3 separate regions of the Oryctolagus cuniculus genome follow, and all the other regions are linked to region 2. A link is a contact called in public Hi-C data. All regions are on one chromosome and are shown on one strand. The core of a region is the stretch at or near the end of the contact, and the rest is flanking DNA. Distances in the headings are between cores, read along the strand shown. Region 1 has its middle 180 kb from the start of IGF1. Region 2 holds the start of IGF1 (insulin like growth factor 1). Region 3 has its middle 44 kb from the start of PMCH.

The links. A called contact is a pair of places that touch in the nucleus more often than the background predicts.
Region 1: a Hi-C map of embryonic fibroblasts shows a contact between it and region 2, with 2.2 times the contacts expected there. The contact joins the enhancer-like site here to the promoter of IGF1 in region 2. A contact is called at or near these places in 3 of 6 Hi-C or Micro-C datasets (ear pinna, embryonic fibroblasts and an unstated tissue).
Region 3: a Hi-C map of psoas muscle shows a contact between it and region 2, with 2.6 times the contacts expected there. The contact joins the enhancer-like site here to the promoter of IGF1 in region 2. A contact is called at or near these places in 2 of 6 Hi-C or Micro-C datasets (psoas muscle and an unstated tissue).

What each region holds. Positions count from the first base shown.
Region 1 is chr11:105,594,682-105,598,338 of mOryCun1.1, forward strand. No RefSeq gene overlaps it. Among named protein-coding and RNA genes, the nearest start is that of IGF1, 180 kb to the left of the region's middle. Within about 2 kb of position 1,665, at least 1 of the 8 cell types and tissues checked has an H3K27ac peak or open chromatin away from gene starts, as enhancers often do. A contact at or near this core is called in ear pinna, where this site is marked.
Region 2 is chr11:105,415,780-105,419,148 of mOryCun1.1, forward strand. IGF1 (insulin like growth factor 1) reads right to left here and starts at 1,753. Exons shown (of 5, transcript NM_001082026.1): 1 at 1,739-1,753. The coding sequence starts at 1,753.
Region 3 is chr11:105,206,877-105,210,616 of mOryCun1.1, forward strand. No RefSeq gene overlaps it. Among named protein-coding and RNA genes, the nearest start is that of PMCH, 44 kb to the left of the region's middle. Within about 2 kb of position 1,620, at least 1 of the 8 cell types and tissues checked has an H3K27ac peak or open chromatin away from gene starts, as enhancers often do.

The sequences.
Region 1 (3,657 bases), core at 415-2,914, 180 kb after region 2:
CTATAATAATCTGCACTCTCCAACATAAATGGAGAGTAAGGGGAACAGAGTGAGGTCTTTAAGATTCAAGGAAAATTCACCTGGAGGTTGGAAAATAAGAGCTGTAAGGAATAGCCAGACTCCCTTCCAAATCTCTTTTCTCAAGTTAATTGCCTCCTGTTCAAACTCTCGGTGAAAAGAAATTTTAAAAGAAGCAATATCCAAAAGAGGAGTTAATTGAATTCCAGGTTAATTATTCCTCCCACCATCATTACTTTCTCTCCCATCAAGTTAAAGCCTGATGTCAACCTTAGAGAAAATAAGAATGAGTTAACAGGGGCCTTGAGAAGACAAATGAAACAAGGCAATTCTCTCTAAGTGTGCCTGCTGCTAGTGCAGTTCTCGCCTATTGCTGCATTATTGCTGTAAACATGCCGTTAGATCCCACATTTATTCAAAAACTATTGTCAAGCACCAATCAGGTAACAGGCTCTTTAACAGTCACTGGACTCTATGATATGATGGTATTTATACTTAAAGGAGCCAAAATACAACCAAACAGACCTATACATAAAATGAATGCTAGTTGTGAATGAGTTATGAAAGAAATGAACAAGAGTCTGGGAATGTGGCTAACTTGTGCTCCCATTTCCTCCTACCATACTCATGCAAACTTGTTTGTTGATCATGGTGCACTTTTCCTTATTCCAGATAGTTGAAACATTAATCAACTCTACCTTCTGTCCTCAAACTTGGATTTTCAATGAAGGACACTAAAACCCCCAAACAGGACATCACAATTCCCTATCTGCTTGGTCAGAGTATCAGAGAGCTAGAAAACAGCCTGGAGATCTGTTTTGCTCAAGATCCTTATTTTGCAGTGACCCACAGCAGGGAAATAACTTGCTTCAGTCTCCCAGCATCACCAGTGGCAAAGCCCTGGCTGGAGCCCACGTCTCATGACTTCAATTCCAAACCTTTGCCTGTTGTCTTTAATGGGGAATAACATTTTCATCTTATCCTCCTCAACTGCTCTTCCATCCATTTCTTATGCTCTTATAACTTAAACAACCTAGATGAAGGGGAAAAGTAAAGAGATAAACATCAGGAGTGATATAATTTTTGTGCTTGGCAAGATATACCGATGAGCAATACATGTAGATGCTTCAACAGGGAAAATACATCAAACCTGGCACCTGAACAGGGGTTGATTTCTTTCTTTCTCAACAGTTTCAGAATTTCCAAAATATTGGCTATTCATCTTCATTTGGAGTCTTCAAGTCATCTTTTTAGGGGTGGAAGTTTGGGAAATAAGATAGGGAAATAAGGGATATAGCAAGGCAGGGGTCAGGAACTGCATATTTGCTTTTTATGTTTGAAATCTGCTATTACATTGACTACCCACCTAATACAAATGCTGAGAATGACCCAGTATGTGCCAAACGGATGATGCTATTTTTTGCATCCAACAGCGGTTTGCCAGAGGAAGTCAACTATAAACAGGTTTTTAGGCTGACGATCCAAGACTCCTCACAGGCTTGACTCAGCAGTTATTTTGTCCAAGGTACATAGAACAAGTTTGCTAAGTCTGGGTCATTCTGATAAATTCTTGAAAACAGGGACCCCAGACAGCAAGGGGAGAACATCAAAGGTCTCCTGGGGCTGTAAGCAAGAGCTGGCAACTGGCCGGTGTCCTCACTTCACTCCAACCACAAGGCCTGCAGCAAAAGGAAGCGCACCAGGAAGAAGTTCCCTCTGTGGCCTTTCTTAAGGCCATCTGCTTAGTTATGGCTTCCCTAAAGAATCAGAGCTTCTAGATTTGAAAGAAAGCTCAGAAAATCAGCTAGTTTAGCCTTCACAGAAGTAAATGAATATTGTCATTAACAAGAATGTGTTAACAGTCTTGTGTGAAAAGAAAATAATTGAGTGAGTAAAGTGACTCCCTCGCTCAGGTAAGAAACAGGCTAGAATATGACAGAAGTCCTTGAACTTTGGCACACACCAGAATCACCTGCAGAGCTTTTCTACAGTGATCCCCAGGCCATACTTCAAGAGCCTCTCATTCTCGTAGGTCTGAGACTGACTTCAGACTTTTCCTTTCTAATAAGTTCTCTGGTATTGTTAATTGTGTTAGCTCAGAAACCATACTTTGGAAACTTTTTTAACAGATAACAAAAATAATAAGATGGTGACTGCCCCAAATCACTCAATTCCTTCAGCCCCTGGAGGCTTCAGGGAAAGAATATTGGTGAGTAGAAATTTGCATAGTTAGATAGATGCTGTTGGTCTTTTCTTACATTTAAATGTCATATTTAAACTTGGTGGTAGTGCTGAGCTAGGTAAGGCCTATGCCATCTGGTTTGGGAAACAAAGATGAATTCCTGGGAGATTAACTTAAAAAAACGAACAGGAATTCATGAAGCCAGGAGCTATGTTCAAATGATGTGGCTGAGTGCTGGAAGGAGTGAGGAACTTTCTCAGATCTGGTGAATTGTGGTGGGAGTAGTTTAAACAGGAGAGGGAACCAGACTCAGGACTACTGTTGGCCATTACCTCCTTCATTCTGTCACTAAGCATATTATGGCTTGTAAACTATGAGGTGCCTTGTTTTGCCAATTACATTAACGTTTGGTAATATTTAGGAGATAGCATATTGTGGGAGAGAAAGCCCTGGATGAAGAGTTGGCAGAACCCAATCCTGGCTCCACCCTGGTAAGTTTTGTGATGCCAGGCAAATCACTATATTTCTCTGTAGCTGAGCTTTGTTTAATGCAAACTGAAAGGACGATGTTTTTCCTATAACTCTGCTGAACTCCTTGAGGGTTCAGAAGATCAGGTGTCCAAGTCTTTACAAAAAGACTATGTACTATAGACATGAAAGAAATTTTTCATTCATTCATTCACTCAATCAACAAAAATTTATTAGGACTCAGTCATGTGCTGGGCTTTGGGGATGAGATATTGAAGAATGAAATAAACAAGGTTCTTCTCTCTTTGGAGAAAGAGGAAATAACAGGATTTCTTTTCAATTTTAGTGTCACTTATACTGACTGATGCAACAAGAACATAAGCCTCAGCCATTCTAGCTCATTGCCCAAAAGACAGATAAAATTGGAATTTATCCCTTGTCCCTGAATCCCAATTCAGTCTCGCGCCCTATTGCTCTCACCCACCAGGGTCAGAAGCTGGTGGGCCAAACCTGAAGAACTTGTATGTTGGAATTCATCTCCACTTACTGCCCCCAAGCCCCACTCCAACCCCTAGCCCACCTAACATATAAAAAAGCCCAGCCTGGGGTCTAGGCCCTCTACCTTGTGTTTGGTCTGAGCGCATGCTGGCAGTGGTTAGCCTCTGTGAGATTGTTTTCTTTGAATGAGTTCGGTCTGGCTGTGAGTTCATATTCTGTCTCCCCTTTGTTCTACATACTTTTTCTTACACTGACTTTGTAACAGTTGAGAAAATTTTAATGGGACCGCAGCAGAGAGGTAAGATGAAGCATCCTCAAACAGCGCATGGAAATTATGCACGGGTTCCAGTTTTTCCCACCAAAACTAAGCTTATCTTTTAATTCTGTTTTTTTTTTTCCACAAACTTTTATATTTAAAAGAGCCAAAATACAACTAAACAGACCTTTATATAAAATGATTGCTAATTGTGAAAGAGCTACGAAAAAACTGA
Region 2 (3,369 bases), core at 503-3,002:
AAAATCTACCAAGGGACCCTGGTTGGCGTGACTTCGCCAATGACAGCCAGCCAAGTGGCAGCCCTGCCAAAGTCAAGATTCCTGTGGCTCAAGTCTCCCCCTCACTCTAAGCAGTCAAAAAGAGCTAAGATGATCATTAAATTTTTCCATATTGCTACTTGTGACACAGGGATGTGCTTTTTTCCAGGAAGCTCCTAAGGTGAGCAACTTCGCCTTTCTCTCACCTTTCGCATCTACTTTCAGCAGCACAGGAAGAACCACAGACAGGAAGTGAGGTGAAGGACCCTATCCCAGGGGTCATGGACTTAGGCTGGAAGCCATAATTATTAAAGAGCCTTGTTTTGAACCTCTCCAGAGGGGCAGGTCCATTGAATCCCATCAGTTTTGGAGAAACAGGCTCAGTCATTGATTTTCTGGCCACCCGCCTTGTCCTCCATGAACTCCCAACTTAATGGCTCTGCATCAGTGGCAGTGTTTGCTCCATCATTTTAATTAAGATTTCCATTTTTGTGGCCAGACCTTCAGCCCAGCAACTGGGAAAAAAACCCAAACCCTGACTCTTGTTAACACAGTATAAATATTTAGTTAATGCTTGTAAAACAGTGGAAGATGAAAAGCACCCTCTATTTGCAAATCATCATAAATAATAGACATAAAATATAAGAGGAGGTAAAAGCTCATCTGGACATTGACTCCATTTTGACAACTCATTTTCTCAGCCTCAGCATGGAACCCTCCACTCCCACAAAGCCAAAGCTGCTGGGGCTGTGAGGAACAAGTCATCACCCAGTGCTCATTTGTCTTAGTTGTAAAAGAAGTAGTTGGGGGTTTCCCCTTCAGTCTTTGCAGAGGGAACCTCAGCCAACCCACCCCACTGTACTTCATGGCTCTTTTCAAAAGAGCAAAGCCGTGACTGACCTTACAGAGCGTGTCCCCACACCCTGGCAATGGGCCAGCTCCAGAACCTATGTGATTTCACCAGTCCTGCTTCTCCACCCCTCCCTTCCTGGAGGAGCTGATGATAATGCTGAGAGCTAAGCACCTGCAATGGTGGATGCCTTCAAGTTCTTTACTTTTTGTGCAATCCAGGGTGGGGGAGGGGCTGTCTCAGTTTATAGCCTTAGTGAATTCAGAACTTGATTAGGTGGCAAAACCCTATTTTTAACAGCTATTTCTGATAGAACACATTTAAGTCCAGCAATACTCCTATATCTCTAGCATTTACAAATTTAAGCTTTCTAGATAGATTTTCCCCCCTCTTTTTCTGAGTTCTATTGTCAGATAAATATCAGTACTTATAGTTCTTGCCCAAGATAGAACCTCCTGTGCATTTCCTTTTGGTTCAGGGAACAGTCCAGTCCACCCCCAGAGAACCAGAGGATTTATCACATCATGTTCCCACCAAAGAAAACAATAACGAACTTGCTTAAGAGTTAAAAGTTTGAAATAAGTGTCCCCATATGCTCCTCATTCCCCTGGCCTTTTATTTTGCCAAATACAAAAGCCTTGGCGATAGAGAAAAACAGAAGATGTGATAGAGGGGGAAAAGGAAGAACCAGAAAGAGAAGAGAAAAAAAAAAGCAATATAGTTCCTCAAAAATCAGTCACCAATCCAGATTTTTTAAGAGTTCTCTCTTTCTAGCTCAGAGAGATGGCATATCAGTCGAGCCCAGATGTCTACACTGCACCAAAAATGCCCAGTAAAATTTGAGGGCAATAGTCATAAGAAAATACTCACTGTAGGTGTAATCATTTTTGTTTGTTCCAGGTCTTTTACAGCAGGTTAGGGTGGGTATTATGAGGCTGATGTGCATAGAAAACGAAGGACTTAAAAGCATGTGCTGCCTTGGGGGTGGGGTTTGTGAAAGCTTCTAGTTACATTTGGACACCCAGGCAGGTATGCTGTGAGCCTGAGTAAACTGCTTTTTGTCAATTCAAACAATGAACAAATTGCACAGCTGGCATCTGAGTCCATCCTCCCTCCCCCCACCCCCCCAGTCAAACCACTCATTTCCACCGTGTGTCTCCTGCAGCTGGCCGGGAAGAGTGGCCCGAGCCCCAGCCTGCTCCTCTCCTCCCTTGCCCAGGCTCACCAACTTGGAAATACCTTGCCACTGGGCGTACAATCAGCATCTGGTTTCCTGGGGGGTCTGTCTCTAGACAGGACACTTACGCTGTTTGAATTATGTTTGAACCAGCACACAGTTCCCTCGAGCCACTTCCTGCTGTAAGTACAGCTGCCAACTCCACTTCTGAAACGCTTAGCGTACACGGCATGAAAAGTTCACTTGGAGACAATTTCCCCAACTTGTACTGAATGCAGACAGAACCCTCCACAGCCTGGCTGCTGCTCACCTAAGCAGGCAGACAAAACCCCCAGCTGCCTGACCCCCGAGGTGATATATGCACTGCCTGCCTTTCTTTCAAAGCAAGTTGGCCAGAGCGTGTGTTGGCATCTCAAGGACAGCAGAATCAGGTGCCTGACAAGGCTGTATCCTCAACTCCCAAGCCACTTCCTCTGCTAAGAAAGATCCGAGTGATGAAGTACTGAAAGCAGCGAATGAATGCTGCACTAAGTGGCTGGGACGGTTTATGAACTGAGCCCTCAGGCAATTGCTTCGGAGGAGCCAGTGACAGCGGCTTAAAAGTGCTTGCAAATTGAAAAAACACAAGTCGTAAAGGATATAATTTTGCTGAGAATGGAAACTTGAACCAGGGCCAGTGATCAAAAACGAGAAGTTGGTGCATTGACAACGGCAGCCAAATTTACCTAAAGAGACTTTGCAACAGGGCAGATAAAATCAGACATTTACAACACAAAATCCCAAGTCCAAACTTTGCCCAGAAAAAGTCCTCTCCGGGAGAGAAAACACTGGACAAGCAGCTGCTACAAAGTGTCTGCTTCCCGTATACAGTATGCATTTGTTTAGATTGTACGAATATGCAAGGTCAGCAAGAGTTGTCAAGGACTTCTTTTTCATAAGAGCAAATTAAACTTTGCTCTAACTTTGTCTCTCTGGGCAGTAAGTGCAGGGAGTTCCGGAACCTTAGATCTAAAGATCATATTTAAAAGCTTTAATACCATCTGAAATGGAACTCTTTACATGAGGCATGTCTTGTAAAATAAAGTCCTGACAAGCACACACACACACACACACACACACACACACATACAGCGGTCTTAAAAATAAAACATCTGCACCTGCAAAAGAAAGAAAAGATCCCAAAGTTCATATCCACGCTCTGTAGCCCTTAGCCATAGACAGGATTTAAAGGAATCTTCTATAATGACACCACCGAAGCCCTGCAGAAGTGGAGGATTTAGCATAAGTACCTTGCAATAGTTTCTACTCATAAAGATATCTATGC
Region 3 (3,740 bases), core at 370-2,869, 210 kb before region 2:
CTTATGGATTACATTGGCTCCCCCCCCCCATGACTTCCCTCCCACCTGCAACCCTCCCCTTTCCCGCTCTCTCTCCCCTTCCATTCTTATCAAGATTTATTTTAAATTTTCTTTATATACAGATCAGTTTAGTATACATTAAGTAAAGATTTCAACAGTTTGCACCCACATAGAAACACAAAGTGAAAAATACTGTTTGAGTACTAGTTATAGCATTAAATCACAATGTACAGCACATTAAGGACAGAGATCCTACATGAGGAGTAAGTGCAGTGACTCCTGTTGTTGACTTTACAAATTGACACTCCTGTTTATGGCATCAGTAATCTCCCTATGCTCCAGTCGTGAGTTTCCAAGGCTATGGAAGCTTTTTGAGGTCACCGACTCTTATCTTATTTAGACAAGGTCATAGTCAAAGTGGAAGCTCTCTCCTCCCTTCAGAGAAAGGTACCTCCTTCTTTGATGACCTGTTCTTTCCACTGGGATTGGGATCTCACTCACAGAGATCTTTCATTTAGTCCCCCCCCCCGCCGAGTGTCTTGGCTTTCCATGCCTGAAATACTCTCATGGGCTTTTCAGCCGGATCCTCATGCCTTAAGAGCTGATTCTGAGGCCAGAGTGCTGTTTAGGACATCTGCCATTCTATGAGTCTGCTGTGTATCTCGCTTCCCATGTTGGATCACTCTCCCCTTTATTTATTCTATCGGTTAGTATTAGCAGGCACTAGACTTGTTTATGTGCTCCCTTTGACTCTTAGTCCTTTTCTAACTGAACATTAATGCTTCTAGTTCATCTTCCCTGCTTCTTCCTTTGGTCTCTGTGGCCCCTACAGGCCTAGTGCCTTGCATTCCTGGATCATCTTTCTTAGACAAAACTGTCATAGATTCTATCGGTCAGCCAGTGACTTTCTCTTTTTAAAAAGATTTGAAAAGCAGAGTTACAGAAAGAGAAGGAAAAAACAGATCTCTTATCTGCTGGTTCACTCCCCAAACGGCTACTACAGCCAGGAAAGGGCCAAGCCAAAGCCAAGAGCTTCATCCGGGTCTCCCATGTGGGTGGCAGGGGCCCAAGCACTTAAACCTAGGAAAGCAGTGGAAGAGGGCTCATCAGCAGGGTGCTGGATTAGAAGTGGAGGAAGCCGGGACTGGAATCGGTGCCCATGCAAGATGCTGGCATTGCAGGCTGCAGCTTAAACCACTATGCCACAACACTGGCCCCTCTTCTCTTTTTGGTCACTTGTTTTGGGTAGAGACACAACTGTCCTTGCTTTTGCTTCAAGTGCTTCTAGAAAGAAGAGATTTAAACCAGACAGGCCGTTCAAGTTCCCCATAAAAACCAGGATTTCTCAGTGCAGGAATCATGTTTTTTACTTGGCTAAAACTTGCAGCTTGTTCAATAAATTCTTAAACTTCTCGTCTGGCCCTTTTTGAATTTTTTTTAGAGATTCTGCACTAGGCTTTCACTCTAAGTTCAGCTTGAACAAAGCCCACATTACCTTCTACAGACATAAAGTCCTTACTTTCTCAAAGTAACCCAAATGAAAACTTTCAGTCCCATTCTACTCCCAGCCACCAACAGCTTGCAGAGCTTCTCACCTGGCTGACCTGGGAGTCCCAGGAGCACTCTGCTCTGGCCTGGCCCAGATCGTGGCTCTTTGTTCACAGCCCATCATATCTTCCGAGTTAGAATAAACTGCTTGTTTTAAGTATAGTCAGATCTTTGACACAGAATTCATAGTTTTGGAATAGGATCTTTGTTTTCCAAGGATCCAGGGTCCAAATGAACCAAACTTGAATTTGTCAAGAACACCACATCAGGGGTAGATGCCAGGGAGGCCCACTCTGCAAATATATTTGGCAATTAACAGAGCAAAAGTGAGCTTTCTGTATTTGGTGGTAGTGACTGTTGCTTGAGAATCTCTTACATTGGCTTTTGCCTTTGGCCTCCCTCCCTCCCTCCCTCCCTCTCTCTCTCTCTCTCTCTCTGTGTGTATTATGAGGCATGTTAAGCAAGTATCATTTTGTGTCATGTAATTACAGAACACTTTCATGTTTACCTTGCATATTCACTTTAGCTACAGAATCTGTTTTACAATTGGGATTGCTGCTGTGACCGGCTGTAGCACTGCCTTTAGTTCAGGCACAAGCCTCTGAAACCTTAATCACAAACAGATGGTGCTCTGAATCAAGAATTCCCCTCTCAGGCTACTCAGCCCTAGCAATGAGCTGCCGAACTTGGATCCTACAGGCTTCTTGAAAAACTCCACGGGCTGCCTTACTAGCACACTGGTAACATGCAGAAGATTGATATTTTCCAGGCTCAAGCAGGACTTTGAAATAATACCTAGCAGTTGTAGAGAGCTATTTATTTTCCCCTCCTCCCACAAGTGTTTTCACATACATGATCTCATTTTATCCTTCAAATAGTCCTTGGAGTTAAGTAGAGCAAGTGGCGTTTTCCCGAAGGAACGTGAAGTCCTGAGATGTTAAGTAACTTGCTCAAGGTCACACAATTAGCCTTGACTCCTAGTCTGCTATTCTTTCCACTAAGGTGACACCAGTATTTATTTTGTCTTATGTCAAAAGGCGTCTAAAGTCTTTTCAGGTGTTACATGAATCCAGGCTGTCATTCCGATAGCTTAGATTTAAGTTAAATTTGTAACATCTTTGTGTTTTGTTTTTGTTTCCTAGGAATGAAATTATACATCCAAGGCAGTGGTTTTGGGGGCCTGAAAATTACTTGGGGAGCTTATTTGGTAGATCCTGGCTCAGTAGATCAAAGATGCAGCCCCAGATTCAGCAATAAAACAGAACGAAAACAAAACCATCCACGTGATTCTGAATCAGGAGGTCTGTGTAAACAGTATTCTAAAGAGCTAACCAAGCAAGGCACTTAAGATGTCTGAACTTTTGTTTCTGTATTCAAAAAACAAGGACAGGCAAGACTAGAATCAATTTCTAAATTTTCTCCAGAAATTGACATGGATTCCGATCATCTAAATTTGACAGCTCATCAAGATTTGTTTTGGAAGAAACAGTATTTGTCTCAGAAAATATCTTGGAGGTGGAAAAGACAACCTCAAGTGTTGGGGTATTCTGGAGAGAGGGGCAATGAGAACAGAGGGGAATTTACAAGAAGGTATGAAGTTGGGGGCTGGATAGGATTCCTTTATTGACCCTTAACCTAAGTGATGCCATCAAGGACATTGGGTAAGCAGGGGTAACTTGAATGCAGATGTAAGAACTTTGCTCTGTGACCTTGCTCCCCCATGTTCAGCACAATCTATTTTGCATAACTGGAGGCTTTTCTATAGGAAGTACTGAAGGGCAGGGTTTTACTTCTGGACTGATAATGTAGAACAAAGCAGAAATGACCATAAGATCCTGTCGTGGGAGTTTGCAGAAGTCCAGGGGAAAGCTTTGGGTTTCTGCAGGCTAGAATTGAAGGCATAAGCCCACTTCACCTAGATCCACGGGACAGATGTGATCAGAGGACTTCTAGGTAAATACATGATAGTGAGCGTGAAGATAGCATAGACACTATTCTTGAAATACTCCTGTGGCTTTGGAAGAACTAGGTATCACAATAAAGGTGCTCTCCGGGAAGTGAAGACAAACAAGGTGAAGGTCGGGGACTTTGAGGCGCAGCTTCGGCCAAGTTTGCCAAATGAGTTTTCGTTCTAATGCCTTTGTTTCCTTTCCTATGCAATGCATACTGGAAGTTCACATGGACTGTGGATG